Linked DNA regions of Mus musculus: region 2 is linked to region 1. The links are chromatin contacts, called in public ChIA-PET maps. All regions are on one chromosome and are shown on one strand. Each heading gives the region's core, a stretch centred on a gene start, on an enhancer-like site or on the middle of the called end of the contact. The rest is flanking DNA. Distances are from core to core; before and after follow the strand shown.

Evidence for each region. ChIA-PET counts read pairs in DNA pulled down with a chosen protein or histone mark.
Region 2: an RNA polymerase II ChIA-PET map of memory CD8 T cells shows a contact between it and region 1, with 27 read pairs. The contact joins the enhancer-like site here to the promoter of Macir in region 1. A contact is called at or near these places in 2 of 39 promoter capture datasets (the C10 cell line and pre-B cells), 1 of 484 Hi-C or Micro-C datasets (Th1 cells), 2 of 115 datasets of contacts at active chromatin or transcription factors (effector CD8 T cells and memory CD8 T cells) and 3 of 9 other capture datasets (adipose tissue, liver and pancreatic islet).

What each region holds. Positions count from the first base shown.
Region 1 is chr1:97,657,604-97,663,560 of GRCm38.p6, reverse strand. Macir (macrophage immunometabolism regulator) reads left to right here and starts at 1,543. Exons shown (of 3, transcript NM_133825.3): 1 at 1,543-1,730.
Region 2 is chr1:97,744,604-97,750,658 of GRCm38.p6, reverse strand. Ppip5k2 (diphosphoinositol pentakisphosphate kinase 2) reads left to right here. Exons shown (of 28, transcript NM_173760.5): 8 at 1-92; 9 at 996-1,117; 10 at 3,011-3,112; 11 at 4,155-4,241; 12 at 5,189-5,264; 13 at 5,387-5,496. Among named protein-coding and RNA genes, the nearest start is that of Ppip5k2, 22 kb to the left of the region's middle. Within about 2 kb of position 4,223, at least 13 of the 459 cell types and tissues checked have an H3K27ac peak or open chromatin away from gene starts, as enhancers often do. A contact at or near this core is called in Th1 cells, effector CD8 T cells and memory CD8 T cells, where this site is marked.

The DNA of each region.
Region 1 (5,957 bases), core at 294-2,793:
GTGGGAACCTAGAGTGGGAGACAGCTGGAGACAAGGCTAGCTTTCAGCCTAATGAACGGAGAGACTAGTCGGAACTTTATTGCTTCTGGCCAAAGAACATTGCTAAAATTTCAGAACAAAGGCCAAGTTACAAGGTGTTCTCTTAAAAAAATTATGAGTTCAGACAAAATGAAACTAAGCTTCTTGAAATAATTTGTAATGTTTCCGAGGTAGTTTTATAAGAACGAACATCAGAATACACTGCTGTGATAAATGTTCAAATCTGAAAATACTTGGAGCATCTTCTACTAAGGTACCCATGGTGGTGGGGCGGGGAGGGGGGGGCACAAAACAACTGAACAAATAAATATAAAACAAAATTTAATCACTTGAGCATTCAATACCTGTACAGTGTACTAGGGTCTATCTATATTTGATAAGTTACATGAATATCATGTTGGGGAAGAGTAACTGAGAACATTCATGAATCTGGCCTCTTCCTTCCTTTTTCTGATACTTACATCAGAGCATATGAGAAGCAATTGAGTAAGTGTCCTTCAGTTGCAGAGAAACCAGAAGCCACATCTTGGAGCCAGAGTGTATTTATTAACCTTGGTAATTTGGGGGACATATATAGACTCTGGAACATGAACTATTTGCTTTAAGTTTGTATTAGTCTAGATGAAATGTATGACTTTATGTTCAGATAAAGCACCGTTTAAAAGGCCACACAATGCAGGAACCTGAATTTAAATTTATAAATACACAAACAGCTCAGCTATATGAAAGGTCTGTGACTTCAAGGATGTAACTCATGTTTTCTGTCTTAAAAATGTGGACTAGCACAGTTGAGAGCTGCAAACTTGGGAATGTGCGTCAAAAGGGTTGGCACCTAGAGCTAAATAAATATCAGCAAATATTTGTAATGCTGCATTGACCACTTCGGCAGGGGAGTGGCATATGGACTGAGAAAAGAAAATCTTGTTGGGATGGCACCTCATCCCTGTAATCCCAGCGCTCTGGAGACTAAGGCAGAACGGTTCTCCGGAGCTTAAGTCCGGCCTTGGGTACAGAGTGAGACCTTGTAAAGACAGAACAGGAAGGAAGCTAGAAAGGAAAAGAGAAGAGAAACAAGTGACTCAGAATTTAGTCTTCACCCCGCCCCCATATTTAGTTGTTGACATTTATTATTATTATTATTTATTATTATAGTATAATTTTAACTTCATGGGCTTCTGCTCTTCTCAACTTCTGATCAGCAGAAACTCAAAAATCACAGCCATCCCCACAGAGTTTAGCACACCGCTCTGTGGGAGCGGCCCGCATTGTCAGGCCTGTGAGCTGCGGCTCCCCGGAGGGTGCGGCGGACTTTGGTCCGGGAGCAGTGTGGCATCACGCCGCCGCCTCCCGTCCCCGCAACAGCCTCCGGTTCTGCGCTCTCACGCCGCCGGCCCAGCCGCCCGCCCAGCCGAGCGTGCGAGCCTGGCGCAGGAGGCGGGCTCTGCGCTTCCCGGCCTCGCCTCCGCAGCCCGCGGGAGGAGGCGGGAAGGCGGGCGGAGGCGGGGGAGGAGGCGGGACTACGGCGGGCCGTAGCTGGCGCCGAGCGCGGTGGGAGAGCAGCGGGTACCCGGCTGGCTCCGCTGGCGGCCTCTGCCCACACCTCGGCGCCGCAGCCCCGCGCCTCGCCCGCCCTTGGCTTCGGGGTCTGCGGCTGCCGGCCATAGAGGAACCGGCGGAACCCTGGACGACCGGTACGTTGGACGGGGAGCGCCACTCCTCCTGCAACCTTTTGTGCTGCAGAGGTGGTGGCGGGGATGGGTGGGGTACGCGCGTGAGTGTGGGTGCCCCAGTCAGCGAGCCACTGTGCCAGCCCCAGGCACGGCGCCGCCCCTTCCTCCTCGCCTCGTGTCCCGGCCGGGCGCGCGGTGTGTGCGCAGCGCAGGGAAGCCCCGGGCCGCGCCGGCCTCCGCGATGGCTGATGGCTCGGTGACACCGGGGCTGCGAGCGGCGCTGGTCCCTGAGCCTTGGTGCGAATGGCTGGCGTGGTGGTGGGGGGACTGGAGCCTGGGGTGGGGCCCGAGCGGGGTGCGAGAGCCCGCAGCTTCCTGGCACAGGGGTGGGGCCGGCGACGCGGGAGTGTGCGGCGCGGGTGAGTGTGCGGGGGCGTGCGCCCCGTGCGCGCGCGGCGAGCGAGCGAGCGAGCGGACGGACCGGCGGGCGGGCGGGCGTGCGCTCGCCGCCGACATGCGGTGCGGGGACTCTGCGACCCGGAGCGACGCTCCCGCGGTGCCAAGGTGCGGAAGTCTGAGCGCGTCGGCGCGCGCCAGCTAGGCGGCTCGCCCTACCCGCAGCGCCAGGCGGCAGGCCCGGCGGAGGCCCATTGAGAAGTAACGCTCGCCCGGCTTGCCGCGCCTCTGGCCCCAACGGTGTACAAGCCGCGGCTGCGGGCTACAGATAGCGGCGGGAGACAGCCCCTGGCGACCTTATCTCGGCCACCAGTGCGCGCTGCACCCCGCGGGCGAGGCCGAGGCCGGTGCGGCGGCTGGTGACGGACAGACGGACCGGCGGTGGCGGAGGAGCGCCTGTGGACTGGGGAATCGCGGCCGGGCGCTGGCCAGAAACTAAGGCGGCAGATGTCTCGGGCACCGCCACCCTCGCCCCACCTGTCGCTGGTGGACTTTGGGGCGGGTGGGAAGCCTAGGAAAGGGCGCCTGGCAGCGGCCGGCGCTCAGACCTTGAGAAGCGGCCCATTGTGAAGCTGCCAAAGTCGCTCTAGTGGTGGAATCTGCAAATCTCGGCCAGGAAGGAACCCAGTTCGCGAAGGGAAGGACAGCCGCGTGCTTTCCCCCTGGCAAGTGTCTGGCTCGCTAGAGACTCCCGGGCTCTCTGCCCACGCCGCTTTGCTTAGAGTGGGCTGAGGATTTCTTCAGAACCAGGGTTTTGTTTTTGTTTTGTGTTCTCTCTCTCTCTCTCTCTCTCTCTCTCTCTCTCTCTCTCTCTCTCTCTCTCTCTCTGTGTGTGTGTGTGTGTGTGTGTGTGTGTGTGTAAGTGGGGCTGGAAACACTGGGAGACACTGGCGCTGAACTTTTTCATCCTTCCAAGAGGAGTAATTATGGACACAGCAACACTGTACCCTATTAGAGGCTCCTAGCTGAAAGAGCAGAAGTCGCACAAGATCTCCGAGGTTTCTAAACTTTACTTTATGTTGTTTTTCCTCGAAATGCCACTATATAATTTCAGGTGCCGGGGTCTTTTACTGTAGTGCAACAAGCTAGACACTAAGGATTGGAAACGACTCTTTCACAAAATTTATTTTCCCAATTAGTTCCATATGTGGTTATTCTCCCAGAAGCTTTGGGCTACAGTGTATGCGTGGGTTATTTTAATGATTTGGGTGTTTTTATTATGAGACCTTGGATTAAAAACAAAACGGACAGGATGACATGTTAGCGTTCATGAGCACCGAGACTACTCAACTTTGGTAAGACTTGGTGCATAAAATGTGTTTTGATGTTTAGTTGTAGATAGAACTGTTAGCACCAAGTCTCCCAGGTGTGAGGGATCACTGACAGTACTAACAGCCGATTAGCTTCCATCTATGTATTACCATAGTTTCGAAGAGAAACTTAACACTTTGTCTTAAAAAGTAATGGGTGTGATGAGGACATTAGTTTCTAAACACCGTTTAAGTTTTTGTTTCCTGATTTGAGGCCTCAGTTATTTTCCCAGTGGATACTCAGTTTTTAGCTTTCCTTCCGGAAGGTGAATCACCACCAAAGATACCCGTGTCTTCGTGGTTAGGTTTCCAGAAGAGGCAGGTTTCTTATAAAGACTGCGAGTAGACTTTGTGGTTTCAGCTGTTGTCAGACATGTTTGGAGTGAAGCTGAATGTGATATAGTAACGTGGGCTTGATTTTAATTAGCAGAGATGGAAACCAAGTGAATGCTGGGCTCTTTAAGGGTCCTGCTATTAAGGGAACTGATACTAGAAAGAGGAACACACACACTTGTGTCTTTCTGAACCAATTATGGGTTGCCTTACCATGCTGGGAAGGTTGGCGGTTTGTTGGTAAGGTCAAAGGAGGTTTTTAAAAAGTCACACTACACGTGATAACTGCTTTTCCAAGCCCTTAGTGATTTGGTTTTTTTACAAGCCGCAGAAAGGTAAGAAGGTTGCAAGTGGTCACCATGGTGAGAGCGCATGGGTTCAGCAAAGCATTTTGTTTTCCATTCGGTGTTCTAATCTGTCTGGCCGCTGAACCGTTTTAGTTCTGTTCAGTGTTTTTCTACTTGAGGAATGCGTTAGTCCCTCATTTATTTATTTTAGAATAGCCTTTGAGAGCAGAAAATATTTTGATTACAAAACATTTTCACCAGTTGAAATGGAATTTCCCTTGCCTGTGGCCCCTGCCCCCTATATATGCTTATATAGCCACTTATATAGTGATAAAATTTGGTATTTTTCTATTTTTAAATTAGTGGATCTGGGGTGATGCCTGAAATACACAGATTTAGGTATTTAAGAGGAAAGAGTTTGTTTAGAACTGAAAATTTCCATGTGAGGCGTTCTTTGTTTTGTGGGAAAACAGAAAACTGGTGTCATATGGTGTTCCAGTTTGCTGTTCCACGTTGGAGGATTTCATCTGACATGGTGGTAGGCCTTTAAACCTGCCCCCCTGCTTTTCCACACTGAGAGAGAGTGTTGAATAGCTGGATACACCATGGAGCCAATGGCTTGGTGGATGTGCCTCCCAAAGTACAGAAGTAGGAAGATTTATTTTCTGTTCCAAACCTCACATCTCTTTGCTGTTTTATACATTGGGATAAGGTAACAACATGTTTGTCATCCAAAGATACTTGAGCATTCAAGAGGCTCCACAGATAATTATGCCAGGGAATACATGAATGAGATACTATTTTAGAAGGAGTTTATTAACTGTAATGCTATATATCACTTACCAGTTTATGCTTTAAACTTTTCTACTTGTAGAGTCTCCTTGCAGTCTCTGTTAGATGTCTTCCCTTCCTTACCTGTGGCTTGCCTGTCCAGACACAGTTAGCTGCCCTTGGCAGTGTTTAAGTTTCCTGTCCACATTATTTACAGAGTAATGCCATGGAGCTGTTTGTTTCAGCTCTCTGTTTTGGAAACATTGTATCTTAAAGCTTTAGTTCCATTCACCTTAGTATGTTTTCCTACGTAATTTTTTTTCTTTCTGTCCAAAGAATTGGACATCGGTCTTTCCCATTCACTGTCTTAAGTCTTCAAATGCTAGGATAAAACAATATTGTTAGGGAGTTCCAGATTTTAAAGTTAGATAGCTTTATTTGAAAGTTGTGTTTTGGGATGACTTTATTACAGCTTTTAATTTTTATTTTAGGAGATGGTAGGGAAAGCTTTCCTATAACTTTGCAGTAGATTGCTGTCCGGGCAGTGTTTTAGGAGGTGTACAGCTACACTGTTTCTTGGCTCTGCTGTCTCCTGTCTGCTGTCTTCCTTCTGTCTCCTTTTTCACTATGTGATGACCTGGGTCTTCCTGGTGCCTGTGGCTGGATGGTGCTCAGTTACACACAAGCAGCAATGTCAGGAGTGAGAAGGAGGACCAGGAGGATGCCCCTGCACTTGGCTGTGGGATCTGCTCTATTTTTGACTCCACAGTGTAAACCAGGGATAAATCAGTCACTACACTTTTGCTCATTATGAAACCATGGAGTGTTGACTCCTTCATCAACTCCGTGCTGTGTGGTAATTGCTGTAAGGCTCCTCTGCTTTTAAATTTAGACTGAGGATTTAACCAGGTCTGTGTCTTTCTATTGATGGAAAAAAAAAATAGTGCATCTAAAAGCATGGAAAGAAGATGCCACCAAATCCCTGGTACAAATTATGAGAAAGAAATGAAATTTAAGACTTTCAGGGTTGTTTTTATTCAGAAGTAAGGCATTCACATTTTTCTATTGTTTGTTTTTGGTTTGCAGTCTAA
Region 2 (6,055 bases), core at 2,974-5,473, 84 kb before region 1:
AGCGAGACAGCGAAGGGAAGGAAGTAAGATACCCCGTCATCCTCAATGCACGGGAGAAGCTGATTGCGTGGAAAGTCTGCCTTGCTTTTAAGGTAAGATGCCATGCAAGTCATGCAAGCCCACGTACTCTAAGCTTTCCTTTTGGGTGCTAGACGTTATTGGACGTAAATTAGAGAAGAAAGCTGAGGCGGTAGTTAGTATGTGTGAGCTCATATGTATGTATGTAGGTGTTCTTATGGGGCTAGCATCACTTTCCTCATTTTCAGCATATTCTTTCTGTATTATAGAGAAGTAATAAACCTTATTTATTCAAAAATTAAAGTTACAGAATAATACCACTAACTAGTATACTAAGTGATAGTGCCTAACATTCTTTTTTTTAATTGGTTATAAGTACTTTTTACTCTCATAAAATAGATTAAAAATACTATTTGAATAAAAATGATCCTCATTGTTTTATTCTTTGGCTTAATATATAGTAAAATTTGTTCCTGTAAACAATATACATGTTTTAAAGAAACCTTTGTTTCTTGTGTTTGACTAACCTTTCTTATGCTACTAATTTATCCAATTAATAGTATATAGTAAATAATCAAATGGAAGTAATGCAACCTGCATTTAATGAAGGATGCATCTTATCTTTTTAGAGAAGGCCTATTCTAGGTTCATAACATAAGCTAATTATATTACTGGTTATTAATAAAAGAACTACTTCTATACAGTAATTTTGTGTGAAGAATAATAACCTGTGAATAAGTTGTAATGCATTCTTATAAACTGTTTTATTGTACTTGGTTTCCAAAGACTAATATTATTCATGTTAAGGGAATAATCACATGGAATACATAATGTGTGTTCAGAGTACTCAAGGTTATGGTTATTTATAACCTTCATTTTTTAAAATGTTACAAACACTTACATATAATTAATAAATTAGAATATGGATTCATAGTAGTTCCAATGATACCCTAAAATTTCTACCTTGTTTTAAATAGCAAACGGTTTGTGGCTTTGATTTGTTACGTGCCAATGGACAATCCTATGTATGCGATGTCAATGGCTTCAGTTTTGTGAAAAATTCCATGAAGTACTATGATGACTGTGCAAAAATTCTTGGGTAAGCATTTACTACTGAACCTTCCTCCTGTGTGCCTTTGAGCATGTGTTAGCCATGGGAACTTTTTGATCACTTGAGGGTAATGTTCCATGTTGATAAGATACCTCTAAACTATGCCAGATTCTGAGCTGTGCTTTAGTTTATGGGGACAGCTTAATTAATAACATATTCCTAACAATTTCACATCAGGGATTATGCTGTAACATTGGATTATTAGATGCACCATTCCTTCATTTTTCCTATGTAGTTATATTTGAAGTGTTTTGTTAACCTACTTAATGAGATAAATAAGCATTCATAAGATAAGATACTTGAGCCACAGAGAAGACTTTGAAGTGTAGGGTTGTTTTCCTTTACGTCTTTCTGAATGTTCATTATCTGCTGTTCTAATAAGATAATCAAACGAGTAGAAAAGAAAGTATGTGTAGAAATACCATTTTTTATATATCATTTGATTTAGAAGATTAATAAAGCAAGAAGTGTATCTTTCTAAGCAGCTATGACAAAAATGCGTAAAGTCATTAGAGTCAGCTTTTGTACTGCACTTCAAAGGCACAAGCTTTTTAATAAAGAGAAATTGAGCCGGGCAGTGGTGTTGCACGCCTTTAATCCCAGCACTTGGGAGGCAGAGGCAGGCAGATTTCTGAGATCGAGGCCAGCCTGGGTGTCTACAGAGTGAGTTCCAGGACAGCCAGGGCTACACAAAGAAACCCTGTCTCAAAAACCAGAGAGAGAGAGAGAGAGAGAGAGAGAGAGAGAGAGAGAGAGGAAATTGAAGGCATGGGTGTCTTATTTTAGCATAAATATATACTAAGGTATAAAAAAATAGTATGTATGTATGTATGTATGAATGAGAGAGAATGAGAAGAGGAAAGAGAAGAGAAATACGAGGAGAGGAGGGAAGGAAGGAAAAGAGAGAGTGGGTTTGTGTGCACTATGCAGAGGTGGATGTATCTACGAGGTATTCGTGTGTGTGCAGGAGCTTGTGGTGATGGAAGCCCATCCTGACGTGTCATTCTCAGCTACAATCCACTTGTTCTTGAGATAGGGTCTCTTGCCCTCTCTCTGGCCTGGAACTCTCTGCCTTCCCAACACTGGGATTCCCCACACATGGCTTATCTTTTAAACTGAGCATTGTTTGGTTCAAACTCAGGTTCTCATATTTGCAAGGTAAGCACTTTACCAACTAAGAAATCTCTCAGCCCTCAAATCAGTTATTTAAGCATCTTTCACTGTTTCTCCTATTAGTAAAATATAGTAATGGCTTGTTAGAAATTATCATATTTAGATTAAGTTTGTCAGAGATCGAAGTCAGTGAAGGAGTGCTCTGTGCACACGGCTCTGGTTACTATGAACAGTACCTCACACAGACAAATAGCATAATAGGTGTTTAACAGACAATTAATGAATGATTCAAAAAACATCTAACTGGAAATGTAGTTAGAGCAACATGTTTTATTTTCAAACTATATAAATTAATCGCAAATATGTCATTTTGTTAATGTGTTCAATTTAGACGTATCTAAGTTTTCATGATCAGTACTTGATCATAACATAATCATAATATACATAATCAGGGTAATATTACCATTTGATAGTTCGACTTAAATTCTTATGTTTCTTTCTTTTTTTTTTTTATTATTTATTTATTATATGTAAGTACACTGTAGCTGTCTTCAGACACTCCAGAAGAGGGAGTCAGATCTTGTTACAGATGGCTGTGAGCCACCATGTGGTTGCTGGGATTTGAACTCTGGACCTTCGGAAGAACAGTCGGGTGCTCTTACCCACTGAGCCATCTCACCAGCCCCCTTATGTTTCTTTATCATGGCATAATTAAATAACCACATCTATCTTTGGATTAACTTTTAATAATTCTTTTTTGTCTTAAAGCAATATCGTAATGCGGGAGCTTGCACCACAGTTTCATATCCCGTGGTCAATACCATTAGAAGCTGAAGATATTCCAATTGTACCAACTACCTCTGGAACTATGTAAGTTTCAATTATTCAGTTTTCATTCAGAAATTCCTTAGGCTTTCCACATTAGTCTGTCTTCTTATTGGTAAAAATTTATTTCTGAATGACTTAGTTACTATATATATTTTCATATGATTCAGTTTGAAGTTGGGGGAAGGGATATGTTTTTACAAGGGTATGCTAAAGCTTAGACTATTACATTATGATCTTGCACAAGTATAGAACCATGTAATGAAACCTCTGACCATGGTGATGCCCTGGGAGCATTACGTAGGTTGTAGCATCAGTCAGCTTTGTCTCTGTCTAGGTATATCTTAGGTAAGTAAATTAGAACAAGACTGCCATAGGGTTTGATAGCATTCTGCTAGGGAAAGTCACTCACTTTAATGTCAGACGATGTGACTGAATACTTCATAGTCACAAGTTTACAGATATATATTACCATGTTTCAGTATTTTGAAAAGTCCTATTTGGGAGGAAAGTGTATGAGATAGATGGATGGATGGATAGATAGATAGATAGATAGATAGATAGATAGATAGATGGAAAGTACTTAAGTATATTTTTGAGGCAGCATTTTCAAATTAATTCAACATAGACTATTTTGGACTGTTAATGTCTTTCAGGCATGTGTTCAATGGTTTGTACTTTGAAAATTGAAATATTACCTTTTAACTCTAGCATGCTGCTAAACAAGTTTTTAAGTTGAATTATAATAATGCTTTTCTTAGAAAGCAAGATATAATCATACAGATACCACAGCCATCATAGAACAGTTCATTTTTGCTTTGATTTAATGGCGTCTCTCCTGATAATTCTTCAGGGCGGATGTTTAGTGAACAATAAAGCTCAGGTTAGGAGTCCATGTACTTTCTCCCAGGTTATGGTCATCACCTGAAGAAGAAGGACTACTGTGTAAAAATGACCACCACTCTTCTCTGGCTTCTTAACCTGCTCTAGGATTTGGTCTTCTAAAATTAGGTCAAAAGAAACCTTTGATGTTAGGGAATTGAGACCAGAGGGGTTTTTTGGTTTTTCTGTTTTTTTGTCACTTCAGGATGGAACTTCGATGTGTCATCGCTGTGATACGACATGGGGATCGAACACCGAAACAGAAAATGAAAATGGAAGTGAGGCATCAGAAGTGAGTCTGAGGCGAACGCTCTGTTTGTGTGGGGTTTGAGACATCTGCTAGCCTTAGCTCTTCTGAGTGATAGATCACAGTAGTTTTACTTACTTAACTATTTTTTTGATCATGAAAATATTTAATCCACTGAATGTGTACAAACTCATTAAAGGTGTGTAAGCATCTAAATTTTATTGTGGGTTTATCTGTAACTGTCAGTCTATTTGCCCTTCATTCATCATCATAAATATATTCTACTTATTCTTAGTTTATTGTTTTTTTACATTGTACTATAAGAAACAACATCTCAGCATTCCAGAAGTAAATCTGTAGAAAGGTCTCATTATTTCTGTTCAGTGTTTGATATGTTTGATATGGAAACCTGAGCCATTAAATATGTATTGACATCTGATGCATTGACAACAGAAACTATTTTTTTCTTAATGGGATGCTGCTTGCGTTGTGCACACATTTTGAAAGTACTATAGTAGGTATTGGTTTGCTGTGCTTTAGACCTACGTTGAGTGATATCAGGAAAAGAGGAGCAGATGCTAAGTGCAGTGGGTACCACAAAGCACATGCACTCGAGTCTCAGAAGTGGAAGCAGGAGGATCACTTGAGCCAAGGAGATAAGATACCAACTGGGAAATATGTAACAAGATTCTTTGCCAGGGAGACAAGGTGGAGGAAACGCAAAGTTGAATTAAATGAAGAAACACATTTGTGTTCATAGATTTTATTCCCATACCTCTTATTTTATTTGGTTGACTATTTGGTGAGGGCTTTGTTTGCTGTTTTTGTTCTTTAGTAAAATCTTACTATGTTGCCCGGGCTGACCTTGAACTCATGGTGCTCCTGGTTCAGCTTTCTGAACGCTATGATTATCAGTGTGCACAGCATGCCCAGCTTCATAGTTGTAACACTAGTGATTGCAAATGACTAACTGTCTTCTATCCTTTTATAAGGTTTTTTGACCTTTTTGAAAAGTGTGATGGATATAAATCAGGGAAGTTAAAGCTCAAGAAGCCAAAACAATTACAGGCAAGTTTGTTGGGGTTTTTGTCGTTGTTTGTTTAGTGATATTTTTTAAATGAATGCTGAGCTTAATTTTTAATGGTGAAACTATATAAAAATTTAAACTCTTTTTATATTAACTTGCATAGGAAGTCCTGGATATTGCAAGGCAGCTTCTTATGGAGCTGGGGCAAAATAATGACTCTGAAATTGAAGAAAACAAGTCAAAACTTGAACAACTTAAGACTGTGTTAGAGATGTGAGTACCTCTTTGGACCTCTTCCTTACAATACAATTCTTCTGTTTGGTTTATATGACAAAATATACTATTATACTGAATTACTGCTTTAGTTTCCACTATTAATTTCAATGAGGAGAAAGAAAGCAGCCTTTCACTTGGACCTTCTTGAATACTTAGGATGAAGATCACATAGCTAACTGAATCTGACATTCAGCCCTGCTTAGCTAAACAATTTTGAAGTGTCCATTCAAAAATTAATACCTGTTAGTATTTCTGTTGTGAGGTTTACATGGATTACCACTTCTGTTCTTATATCTTGTAACAATACTTAAATTGTTCTTTGTTTTAAAACATTTTTCTTTCATTTTTAAGGATTTCCTATATGCATACAATAAGTGTTATCATAGCTGCTTCTCATCCCCCTCTAACTTCCTCCTCCTCCCCCAACACATCTTCTTCCTAACTGGGATTCTTCGTGAAAGCCAACTCGTACTGATTATCATGTGTGGGTATGGGGCATCCACAGGCGATTGGGAGACCTATCCATGGTTGTATTCTGCAGAAAGAGTGATTGTCC